2 separate regions of the Drosophila melanogaster genome follow, and region 1 is linked to region 2. The links are chromatin contacts, called in public Hi-C maps. All regions are on one chromosome and are shown on one strand. The core of a region is the stretch at or near the end of the contact, and the rest is flanking DNA. Distances in the headings are between cores, read along the strand shown. Region 1 holds the start of olf413 (olf413,). Region 2 holds the start of CG14561.

Evidence for each region. Hi-C and Micro-C count contacts between places; a contact is called where the count stands out from the background.
Region 1: a Hi-C map of the Kc167 cell line shows a contact between it and region 2, with 2.2 times the contacts expected there. A contact is called at or near these places in 4 of 107 Hi-C or Micro-C datasets (the Clone 8 cell line, the D17-c3 cell line, the Kc167 cell line and 1 more).

What each region holds. Positions count from the first base shown.
Region 1 is chr3L:22,134,562-22,140,092 of dm6, reverse strand. olf413 (olf413,) reads right to left here and starts at 4,003. Exons shown (of 11, transcript NM_001275275.1): 1 at 3,284-4,003.
Region 2 is chr3L:22,061,577-22,067,781 of dm6, reverse strand. It overlaps CG14561, which reads right to left and starts at 1,875. Exons shown (of 1, transcript NM_001275272.1): 1 at 566-1,875. The coding sequence starts at 1,649. The coding sequence ends at 1,065. Oct-TyrR (Octopamine-Tyramine receptor) reads right to left here. Exons shown (of 4, transcript NM_079695.4): 3 at 4,730-5,818; 4 at 2,503-4,100. The coding sequence ends at 3,708. It overlaps CG7139, which reads left to right. Exons shown (of 5, transcript NM_141121.4): 5 at 1-512. The coding sequence ends at 7.

The DNA of each region.
Region 1 (5,531 bases), core at 2,754-5,253, 70 kb before region 2:
CGCAGAAGCCAGAAAATAAGCCACAGTCTAAGGCACTTGGGAGACAGACTGACTTTAAATCGCACTTAAAAAGTAATAAATGGCTGAGTGAATTGCTGGCTAAAATTTAATTTCCAGGAAGCTTTTCAACTGTTGCATACTTCGGCGCCAGTCCATTTTATCTGCTCGCATCCTTTTCTTCAAACTTCAATTCCCATTTGTATTCCCATTTTTGCAAATAAAGTTATTTTAGCTCTGGGCCTTGCCATTCACAATTCAAATTCTCGTTGCCCTCAGTTCGGTTGTGATTTGATCGCATCTCTGGCCTTGGATTTCCTCTGGGTATTACATATTAACAATCCTTTTTGTACTCGGCCGGGATACAGTTTAAAACTGCTTTTCATTAAAATTAATATTAATTTTACCTGAACGAACATACAGATTTAAATTGCAATTCCACAGCCGAAATATCCCATTGAAGTGGCAGTTGTTGCAATTGCTGCAGTTTTGCTGCTTTGGCCAATTGGCTCATATAAATTGCATCGCATTTTTGCAGCCCCCCTTTGGCAAAGTTTTAATATTGGAAAAACAAACATATTGCCGCTTCCCTGTTATACTTTTGTTATTGCATTTTGAATGTGCGGTCGGGTTGGGCATAGAAAAGCAAAGCACAAAAATTAATTATGAAACATTGTTGGAAATTGTGTAAATATGTATCAATGAAAATGCAAGGCAAACAAAGCATTCTATCATCGAGGCATAGATGCTCAACTCAGGTGCTCAACCCAGCCATTTAAATGGGATTTGAAAGTGATTTTCATATCAATGCAACTGTTTACAAACATGGGAAACAGGAATTGAAATATTTTCATAAGAATTACAATATCTCTGGGCCAAATTCCTCTTGACTGGCAACCGAATTCCGGCAAATAAATCCCTGAAATAGCATGGTACATTTTTCACTTACCCCGCCGCGATTCGAGCACTTTTCAGCCGACCCGCAGTGGCAAATGTTAACCAGCATGGAAATTGCATTGAAATTTCGGGTGCGAAAATAGATACATCATAGATTTAGTTACCTAGTCAATTTATGTGCCGCCGATTTTAGTATGCCACCCGAGAGCAAATCAAAACCCATCGAGCAGTGTCTAAAATGTGCAATATGAACTGGGAAACGAGCGGGTAGCGCAACGTGGCCCATAGGCTATATAAATTTCAATCTATCATTTATTTAAGTCCTAGGCCAGCGGCGGAGCAAGAGGAGCTGCGCCGGGACCGAGGCTCTCATTGCCATAAATCCCCATCAGAGATACGCGTATATTTATTTACTGCAGCTCGCCCAGATACAGATACACCATAGTCACCCCCACAGAGGACATCGCCGGGCGACAAAAACTGTAGCCGAAAAATAAAATAGCTCCTACCGCCCGCCGAACGTCCCCTGTTTCATATTTTATTTGGGTTTTATTTGAGCGCCTCTTCTGGTCTTTTTCTAGTTTTCTCCACCGGCTCTGCCGTTGTTCCTTTTTGCTGTGTAAATATTTTGGAAAATGCGTTTTTCTTTACTGCCACTGTTGTATCTTTTCATACACCTCGCTCGTCCTGTGCACACACATTACACACACACGCATAGATACATACATGGAGCGCAATGAAAAAGGATTTTTTGCCGGTTCCCGCCGGGCTGCCAATTTTTATGGTTAAAATATTTGTGTTGCTCTGTTTGGAGCTCGGGAACCTGCTAAAATATTTATGACAAGCGCCGGGGAATACCCGGCATACGATATTTCAATATAGCGAGAATAAAATTCTTAATGTTTGGCTGGTAATTAAAAAAGTCCAATTGAAAGTGGCCCGAGCTGGTCGTGGAGGAGGGTGGCGCTGAACCCTGAAGTGGCGGTCGTAAGTAGCCCAAATGAATTTTTATTGCTGTTCATTAGGCATCGAATCAATCAATTGTGGCATTTCGATTCCAGATCAGATTGGGATCGCATAGGGGTGGCCGCCTAGGCAACGGATGGTTATTGAAAGGGAAACTATTGGCTAAGCCGGAAAGCCCTTCGATAAATGGTCTACATACGTACAGTATACACGTACACTATTGTATTCAATTCTGTGCCGTCGGGGACCTTCGACATTGGCCACAGTATCCCGACAAAACTTTTAATTACCCTCTCTCCGTTCCTTTTCTCGCTCTTTGCTCTCTGGTTGCATTCGGCGCTCGCCTGCATTCGGCAATTCCAATTAAGCTATCATATTCTTGTCTCGGAAACTTTCCCCGAATCAAAACTTGTGGCGCTCCAACCCGTCTTGCCAACGGAACTGGGCTAACGAATATGTTCAATTTGGTTCCTGCTGCCAGCCGAGCACAACAAAAACTTTATCTTTATAATTTCCATATTCCATAAGTTGAACATTTCTCGACAGTCGAACTAGCATAGTGAAACTTCTATTCTGAAACTCGAACAAACGGGTCGCCATCCAAAACTTGGGCTTTTAAATTATACATAGGCTAGTGGTTGGAAAATTTAAGAGCGTAATTGAACCATACTTTTGTATGTCCATTATTAACACACGAGTTTACTAACTCAGCTGATCCAATTGATCACAACAAAATCACCACTTAAAACCTTTGAAAATGTTTTCTATGAACTGTTTTTATTTCCTATGCATTTTTGTCAGATAAGAAAAACGTTAAAATATTTTGTTTATTTAAATTGCATCATTCAACCACAATCTTTCTCCATAGATCCCTTAATGTTTTTGCGAAATACTTTAAAGTTATAGAAGAACGACCGAAATGATGCGCCCTATGAGTTGTGCACCTGCAGCAGTTTTCCCGCTCTAAGTGTGTCACTTTTCCCATTTTCTTTTGTGGCGCAACTGCAGAATGCAAAACGGCAAAAACTCTAAGGAAAAAAGGGAATGCTGATTGAATGGCATTCCAATGAAGTTGATGGATGCATTAAGGGGCTCCCCCGCCACTCCCCACTTCACTCCGTGCGGAGATCACACACACTTGCGCAGGCTAAGTTTTGTGGTAACCGAAAACACACACAAGGCAAGCCCAGAAACAGAATCAAAAACAGGATAGAACAGAACGGAGAAAGGGACAGGGCAACAAAGAAGGCGAGAGGCTGGAGGCTAGAGGAGAGCAAACCTGCATGTGCAAGGCACATATCTGTATAATGGATTGCACTTAACATGCCACACACAGCAACCACAAGTGCCGCCACAGGATCCCCGCCCCGCCCTCACCCCACATCGCATGCCTCTCAGGTAATACATCATTTACGAAACTCACCTGAGAATGGAAGCTGCAGCTATCGGAAAAAGTCTGTCGCTACTGCTGGCGTAATCCCGGCAACGTAACGTCTAATCCCTTTGTTTACGTTTATGGTAATCGTTATCCACACACACACACACACACTCACGCCGACACACAGTCGTATACATAGAGTGCAATTTAAATTTCGGCACACATTACGTGGGCGGCATCGCGTTTCTCATCCGCCCCGTTGCCAATTGTTAAATCCGCAAATCACACACACACAGGCCCGTGCGCGAGCTACGTAAGCCGTAAAGCGGAAGCGTAACGGTTAACGGTTCGCGTCGCGTAACGTTCAGCCAGGCGTCCGTTTAATGTCCTGCAATTGTTGTTGCTGCCAGGATGCCGGCTCAAAAGAGCGAGACGGAGCGATGTGTGTTTTGATTTAATTCGCAAATTATGTGCTGCTTAGTTTGCGGCACCGATTCCGATTTGCATATGAATGGGGCGCACTGTGAAACCGGGCTTATTCTGTAGCTTACAACGTTTTATTTACATATTTTCGCTGGGTGCTTTGAATAGAAGCACTCGCAACGATGCACAATGTTTCACGCACAGTTCTGTCTCGCCTTTTCGTGTTTTCTTTTAAGATTTTGCTTGCCTCGTCGTGACGTGCTAAAAATGCTGACTTGTTTCACTTCTCGGACAAATCGCCCGCCCGTGTACCGCTCGCTGGGAAACTTCGGAAGTAACTGGTTCGCGTTCGACTGTAAAATAAAATACGTCACCTCGGCGGAGAGTCAATAGCAAAGAGAGAGCCGCTCTCTGCGCAGAAAGAGAGCGTTTCTGTTAGCGTTTACATAACTCCAGTTGCTAACAGGGCTTTCCCAACAGCGGCAGGTGCATCTGTTAAGCGCAATTGAAATGCCAGACGGCAATTGAAAGGGTTCAAATGCCATGCACGTAGCCTAATTACCGCAATGTACACAACATTTTTGTGCCGCGCGCCATGCAAATGAACATTACACAAAGGCACTTGTTTTCAGCCACCGGAAGGGGGAGTGGCCAGCGATGAGCTTTATTAATTATACTTTTCGTCTGCTGCTTAGCATGCCACATATGAAAGTCATTCAGGAAATGGAAAAACTAAAAACTTTATGGCTAATGAAGTTATCGATGATGGGTCCGTGGATTCGTGAGAAATCCAACTTTCGTAGCTGTAACGCGGCCTATTTTCCAATCAAACAAAACAACCCGACCACCCGTAGAATTCGACAAGGGACGTTTAATCATAATCAAATTAAAAAATATGCATGTGAGAAATACAAATGGATTTGAATGTTACTACTCAGGTTTGGAGCAATCCTAATCAGAGAATACTTTCCGGGATTATAAAGTGTCTGAAAGACAAGGTATAAAAGAGGTTTATTCTGTGCTGAAATCCCATTCGCAACACGTAAAATTAGTTATCGCCCAACGGGAACTTATTCCGCAAGCAAACAATCATGTTAATAGTCGGCACTCACATTCAACCGTTTAACAGGCCCATAAACTAAGGGCTCGTGTGTTAACAGAAAGTTAGCGCGCATTGAACGGTCCATTAACATTTAAAATAATGACTGTAACGGCCGCTGTTGTCACTGGAGTGGTGCGACGTGTTTCTTGTCCTAGGTTAACATGTAAACAAAGGCACTGTAAAGGCAAACTGTTAAATGATTGAAAAGCGTCTGCTCACAGAAATCGTTATCAATAGCCTCCATTTTTGATATTTTATAAGTAAAAATATATTTATCTAATGATTGAATACGTGAATTTGTAGAATTTTTAAAAACTCGTGTTTTAGAACATTTTTGTGTATAGGATTTAATGCATTGACGCAATTCCTTTGGAGTTGACCCCTCAAAAACGGGTTGTTAACAATATGTAATGCACTGCACCTGTGGGCAATCATTTAGTTTGGGTGAGTAACTCCATACCTTAGCAACGGATTAGGCTGAGCGAAGCCCTAAAACTGCGTGAATTCAACTGTCAACCGCACAATCCTATCAACTCTGTTAGCGAAAACCAGTTTCAATTCAGCCGGCTAACAGTAACAGTGGGGCTAACAGCGAAAGAGAGCATAGCATCTCTTCTCTTTCGACAGCTTCCAGTCATTAACATTCAGGAAAATGCTCTGTTGACAGACAAGATTTCAATGTCACTATTACTGAGAGCAAAATTCAACCAAATGCGCATGGCATGCGAAAGAATTTATTACAGAGTTCAAAACGTTTACGTGTAAAAA
Region 2 (6,205 bases), core at 626-3,125:
CTTCTGATTGGATGCGAATCGCACGACAGGACTTGCTGGACAAAATGCGTTTCACACTGCCATATAGAAAAAAAGCAAGTGTTATTTAACTTTTGTAATTGCCTACAAAATTGTAAAGTTAAGTAATCATTTTCCCCTGTCCTGGTCGCTGTTTTACTTTCGAATGTGTTCTATAACCTATGAAACATTCCCGATTTTATTACTCTATATTACTTTCAATGCTCGTCCCAATTATTTTTAAGTTTGAATAATGCTTCCAGCGTAGAGTTTGTGTACGACGCGAATTCGCAATGCGACTCAGGAAAGTAGTGATTTAGTATCTTCCAATAATATACCTAATCACAGAATTACTTATTTTTATACTAGTTTACTCAATGTACTACCTAGGTACAATAGGATTAGTGTAAAAATAGTAGTCCTAAGGTACACGAGGTCCAAAAATTACCATTACATTTCAGATTAATAAGCAAATATTGACATTTTCTTTATAAATAAATCGAAACGTGAGAAGGATATTATTCAGACAAGTTTTTAAACGAACATCGTAGTACGATATTTTATTTTTCAAACTGTTACATCGAACATTCTACAATATGTTGTAAACATACTGGCTTCGAAAATCAATTTGTACTACAAATTACGTAGTAGCAATGTATGCCTAGATCCGTCAATTAGCCATCGAACTTTCCAGTGTTTACAATAGTGGTTGGTTTAGTTCTAGGTACCGCTGATCAGTCTGTTCTATGAGCAATATAAACCTTCCTTCTGCCTACCTGGACCATCTGCCCGGCAGGGAAGAGCATAACCTTGGTTTAATGTTTGAAACATGGAAAGACGACAATCTTTATTTACCACTACAAAATCTTTTAGCCTGACATCGGAAAACGCGTGACACGAAGCTTAGGTAAACTGAAGGATCAGCCGAGGATACACATCTGGGTGTACACCTGCTGACCGCTGGGTGTGAACAATACATTCAGGTAAATGGTAACTTATTCTAGAACATCGATGGCAGTCTGAGCGAGGGCTCCATGGCTTTGGTTGGGAAGGCTGGACTGCGGTCACTAGGTGGGGTCCTTGAGTGGCGAGGGTAAATGCGGGTCAGAGACTCGCGCTCCCGGCGACTGGTTCTCCTTGCCGCCGTGCAGCCGGTTGGCCATCAGCTCGATGAGATTTGCACGTCCGCGCTTGGGCGTAAATCGGGAATTGCCCGAGCTGGAAGCTTTATCGCGGGGCGGGGTGCTCAGGAAAACGCCCTCGAAGATCGTCTCCAAGCTGTTGGAGTCGTCGGCGTCATTGGGCGGGCTGATCTGGGCGTTTATCTCGTGTAGGGCAACGTACTGAGGATCGTTCTGGGGTTCCTCTTCCGGAAGGAGATGCTGCCTCTGCGGCTGCTTGGGCGTCTCGATGTCCGACAGATCGAGATCGTCGATGGGCGACGGGGTGCGTCCATGCGGCGAGAAGGCGCGGATCTCGAAGGCCGGCAGCTCGTCGCAGCCGCCATCCGGTATTTGCTCCTCGCGCTCGAATGCCAGCGAGAGGTCACTCTCGCTCTCCATATCCACGGAGGACATCGAGCACTGCAGGCGGAAGGAGCCGTTCAGCTGGTCTCCCTCCTCACACGTATTCACCGCTTCCGAGGTCTCCATTGGTCTGGCTGGTCTTTCAAGTGCGTCGCTGGCTTATATTCATTACAGGGATGCGCTCTGCGAAGGGATGCGGTCTGCTTGTCTGTGAACGCGTCTCGCTTCGCGGAAATCCGCGCTCTCAGGTAACCAATGTTTAGGATCTTGCCCTGTGCAGCAGACAATTTTAAATTTTAAATCCCAACAATTTACAAGCCGTCACTTTGCTAGTGGTGAGACAATTGAGCTACCTGAAACAAACCGGCGTTCCCTGCGAATGGCTATCGAACGCAGCCGATAGTTGCGGGTAAACAGCTTGTAACCAAAGACCCCTTAGAATAATTCTAGTGTTATTCTAGTGTCTTTGTTGTAACGATATGCCATGCCGCGTACTTTGCAGTCAGGCGAAGAGATAATGTAAATATGAAAAATTATTGTACTTTAAAGTGCACTGATGCACTGATTCATTTTATGTATTACAGGTTCTTCCAACCGTGTCAATAAAATTTAAAAACCAACTTATTCGTTTTCTGTTTGTTTTCATTTGGGCCAAAGGGAAACTATTCTGCTAAAATAATCAAACGAATTTAATTATTTTCTGTACTGGCAGCAATGAGAATGTCCAATAGCTCGAAACCGTTTAGAGGAAGGAAGTTTTGAAAATTATTTAGTTAAAAATTATAAGCACAAGAAATACATTGTAACGAAGGATATATAATGTAAGTTATCAGAAGGTGTCGCTAAAACTACGGGTCTTGCTAGGTAATCATTTTTTCAGCTAGATCTTTTAAGAGGGAAAAAGTCTTTCGTTTTGAAACCTAATTAACTTACCCTTAAGAAGGTAGACCAATCTAGATAAATTCAAACGCTTTTTCTTATAACTTTAATTCGAATGTGTCTTTTATTTGTTTCATTTACGCTTTGCTCGCTCTTTCTCGTTAAACAATATAATTAGTGAAACTATCGTACATCGTCGTTAAAAGACATAAATTGTGATATACATTTACGATATAGCATGTACTTGAGTTAACACATCCATTGAATTACGTCCTTTCGCCAACTCTGTTGCATTTCGTAACGTGCAGTTAAACATTTATCTACCTTAAGTAAGTTTCGATGTGCTAGCTTTAAGCTGCCCACTCAACACAATAGTTGCTATGCCATAAAAACAATTAATCGTTAAATTATTTAACAAATAGTCCAAAGCGTATTTGAAAGTATACATTAGGTATAGTGGTTTATCGTTTACCTACAATTAAAGTACATATAAATACAAATCGTTAAAGTAATGCCTAGAAAACGTTTCTCTCTTGGAAGTTATTATTTAGCTTAGTAGTTGCTTACATATCTTGAGCGCAGATTTAATTTAACAAACACCTTTTTGGTTATCCATACGCTTAGGGTGAAACACGAAAGTTGCCACAATTCTTTGTGCCTAAACATTTAATTTAATTGTATTAAATTCAATTTGATGCTATTCTCGTTTGGGATGCCACTTAGCTGGAGTATAATGCATGTATAATTCTTTACCATGTAATTTTTATGATTTTCCTAGTAGCTGTGCCTTGAGGCAACATCCTCACTTTAATCGCAGCACAACCCATTTTAGTATGAGTATTGAACAATCTACGCTTAATGTGGTGGTACATCTCAATCGATTCCAAACAACAATATATTAAAAAAATGTTCAAAACTAAATGAAAGTATTTTAATTACGGCTAGAAATAATAACTTAGTTTGAAACTATATATACACTCGAGTCTCATCTTTGACTTTCCAATGTGGGGGCTTTTCACTTTGCCGAAACGTTAAACATTAAAAATTATATTCAATCTATTACACTTTACCAAATTCATCCACTTCTTCAAAATGAGTTCACCAAGAACGCATTTGAAAGTATATATGTGTTAGAGAAGTTGAACTCGGAAGTTCATCAACTGGGGGTCCAACTGTACATAGACTGAGATCTCCGCTGAACGCATACACGACCATTTAAGTTTGGCACAAACTTTGAGTTACGCTCTCCCGCTCGAACCATGATTGGCCCGGTTTATATCTTCCACCCGCCCCCGCCAGCCAGCCTCAATTCAGGCCCAGAAGTCGCTTGAAGGCCCGGCGGTAGTCCAGGTTGAAGATGGTGTAGATGACCGGATTCAGGCCCGAGTTGATGTAGCCCAGCCAGGTGATGAAGTTCTTGAACTTGTTCGTGGGGCAGCAGGTCTGGCAGAAGGGCAGAATGACGTACATGAGGAAGAAGGGCAGCCAGCAGATGACGAACACGCCCATGATGATGCCCAGGGTGCGAGCCGCTCGCCGCTCCTTGGAAAGCGAGATCTTCTGTTTCTCCTCAATGAACTGGTTAACCCCACTAGTCTTCTTCTGCAACGGAGTGACAGAAACGGCAGCGACTCCCGTCGAGGATTGCGGCGGGGTCAGCTTTAGGGACGTTTGCTCGTCCGCCTGAGTCACGCAGACCTGGAATCGAGGTGAGGAAAAGTTTAATTAATCAAGTGGCATGGAAAAAGCCATTTCTCCCATACAACTTATACAACTTATATCGCTTGTTCCATGTGGCTCTCTAAATAAAAGAGCACTTTAGATTTTTAATTTTTTTGTCGATTTCCCTGAATATTAGATACCCTAGCGTGGCAAATAGATAGAAATTTACAAGGCTTATAAAAATATGAAAAAATATCAAGACGTTTTTCAAAAGTTTGGGCGGGGCAGTTTTGTGCGGTTTGTGGGCGTGGCAACATGAGTCAAAGTTGCGCTGCGTCTTTGTCTGAGCCTTCTAGTTTTTATATTTCCTGAGATCTCAACGTTCATACGGACAATCGGACAGACGGACATACCTAGATCGACTCGGCTTTTGATCCTGATCAAGAATTTATATACTTTATATAGTCGGCCTGTTAAATACTTTTCAACGAATCTAGTATACCCTTATACTCGATAAGTAACGGGTATAATATGTATATGTATTTATTATCTAGACTTATTAGCAGTTGTAAACACAAGACCCTTTATTACAAATATTTTTATTAAAATAAATGTGTAAAACAATTATGGGCTTGCAATATCTTCACGATTACGAAGAGTCTTACCTGTATGCAACCTTTGGGATCGCTCCCGCTCTCCGTGCTGATCTCGGCGTCCGACTTTCCGCCTCCAGAGTGGCCTCCGCCGGGCTGGCAGCTACCGCCATCCCCGCCGGCGGGTAAGAGCTGTTGCTCGCCGTGGGGCTCGCATGTGGACGAGGACTGCGACTTGCGGCCACCACGGGTCTTGCCGTGCTTAATGGAGTCCTTGGTCTTGGCGCGACGCGACTTCTTGACCAGCACGACCACGTGCTGCTGTTGGGGATCGCTGTTGCCATGGGGACCCGCTTTGGAGGAATCCTGCGGCTGGTGGGTTTCACTGCTGATGCTCTCCTGGTCGTTCTGGATCATAGGCGTGGCGAACTGGGCCCGATCCCGGCCGCAGCAAAGCCAGCTGGCTAGGAGACGCGACTTGGAGCCGGAGTTGGAGGCGGCGACGGGCGAGGAGTTTGCCATCGGCTCGAGCTCAGTGGACTTCAGAGCGATCGTGTTAAGCTTGTTGGCCCTGGCTCGCTCCCTTAGGCGGCGCCGCGTGGCCACGAAGATCTCGATGTAGACGATCGTCATGATGGCCAGCGGAATAAAGAAGGAGCCCAGCGAGGAGTAGATCACGTAGCCTCGCTGCGAGGTCAGCTCGCAGGGCGTGGCGCTTGTGAACTCGTCCGGCCAGTCGTTCCAGCCGATCAACGGCGGACTACTTATCAGCAGCGAAAGTAGCCACACCCCGGAGATGAGGAGCAGGACGCGACCAACGGTCCTCTTCTGGGCATAGTTGATGGGGTCCGTAATGGCCCAGTACCGGTCGAGGGCTATGGCACACAGGTTCAGGATGGAGCTAGTGCAGCACAGCACGTCGCAGGTGAGCCACAGCTTGCACAGGTGGATGCCGAACTCCCAGCGCCCCAGGATCGAGTAAGCCACGTTGAAGGGCAGCACCAGAAGGGCCACCGTGAGATCGGCCACCGCCAGCGAAACTATGAAGAAGTTCTGGACGATGCGCAGCGGCTTGTAGGTGAACACACTCAGAATCACCAGGATGTTCCCGATGATGGTCAGCACGATAATGACCGAGAGAACCAGGGCGGTGAGAAGGGCCTAGTTAAAATAGAAAAGAAGTTAGGGAGAGCTTTAAACCAACATAAATAAGATCTACTGGTATTTAGACTTATTGAAAGAGTAGAAACTACCAGTTTGGTGGTCTAGGGAGGGTCACTTGCACTACGTGGTGACGGTCACACTTAATATAAGTGAAATTTGTGGCAGGCGAACTTTCAATAGAAATTGGCAAGACAAATGATAGAATCTATTAAAATTATAACATTTTTTTAAATTTTGGTTGCACTGCGTAAAAGTTAACTAAAACCAATATGCTTAATCTCAACTTCCTGTTGTACATTCTTTTATAGTTTCTGTTCATACGGACAGATATACGGACGGACAGACAGAAGTACGAACAAACAGGCGGTTGGGTATACAAATACT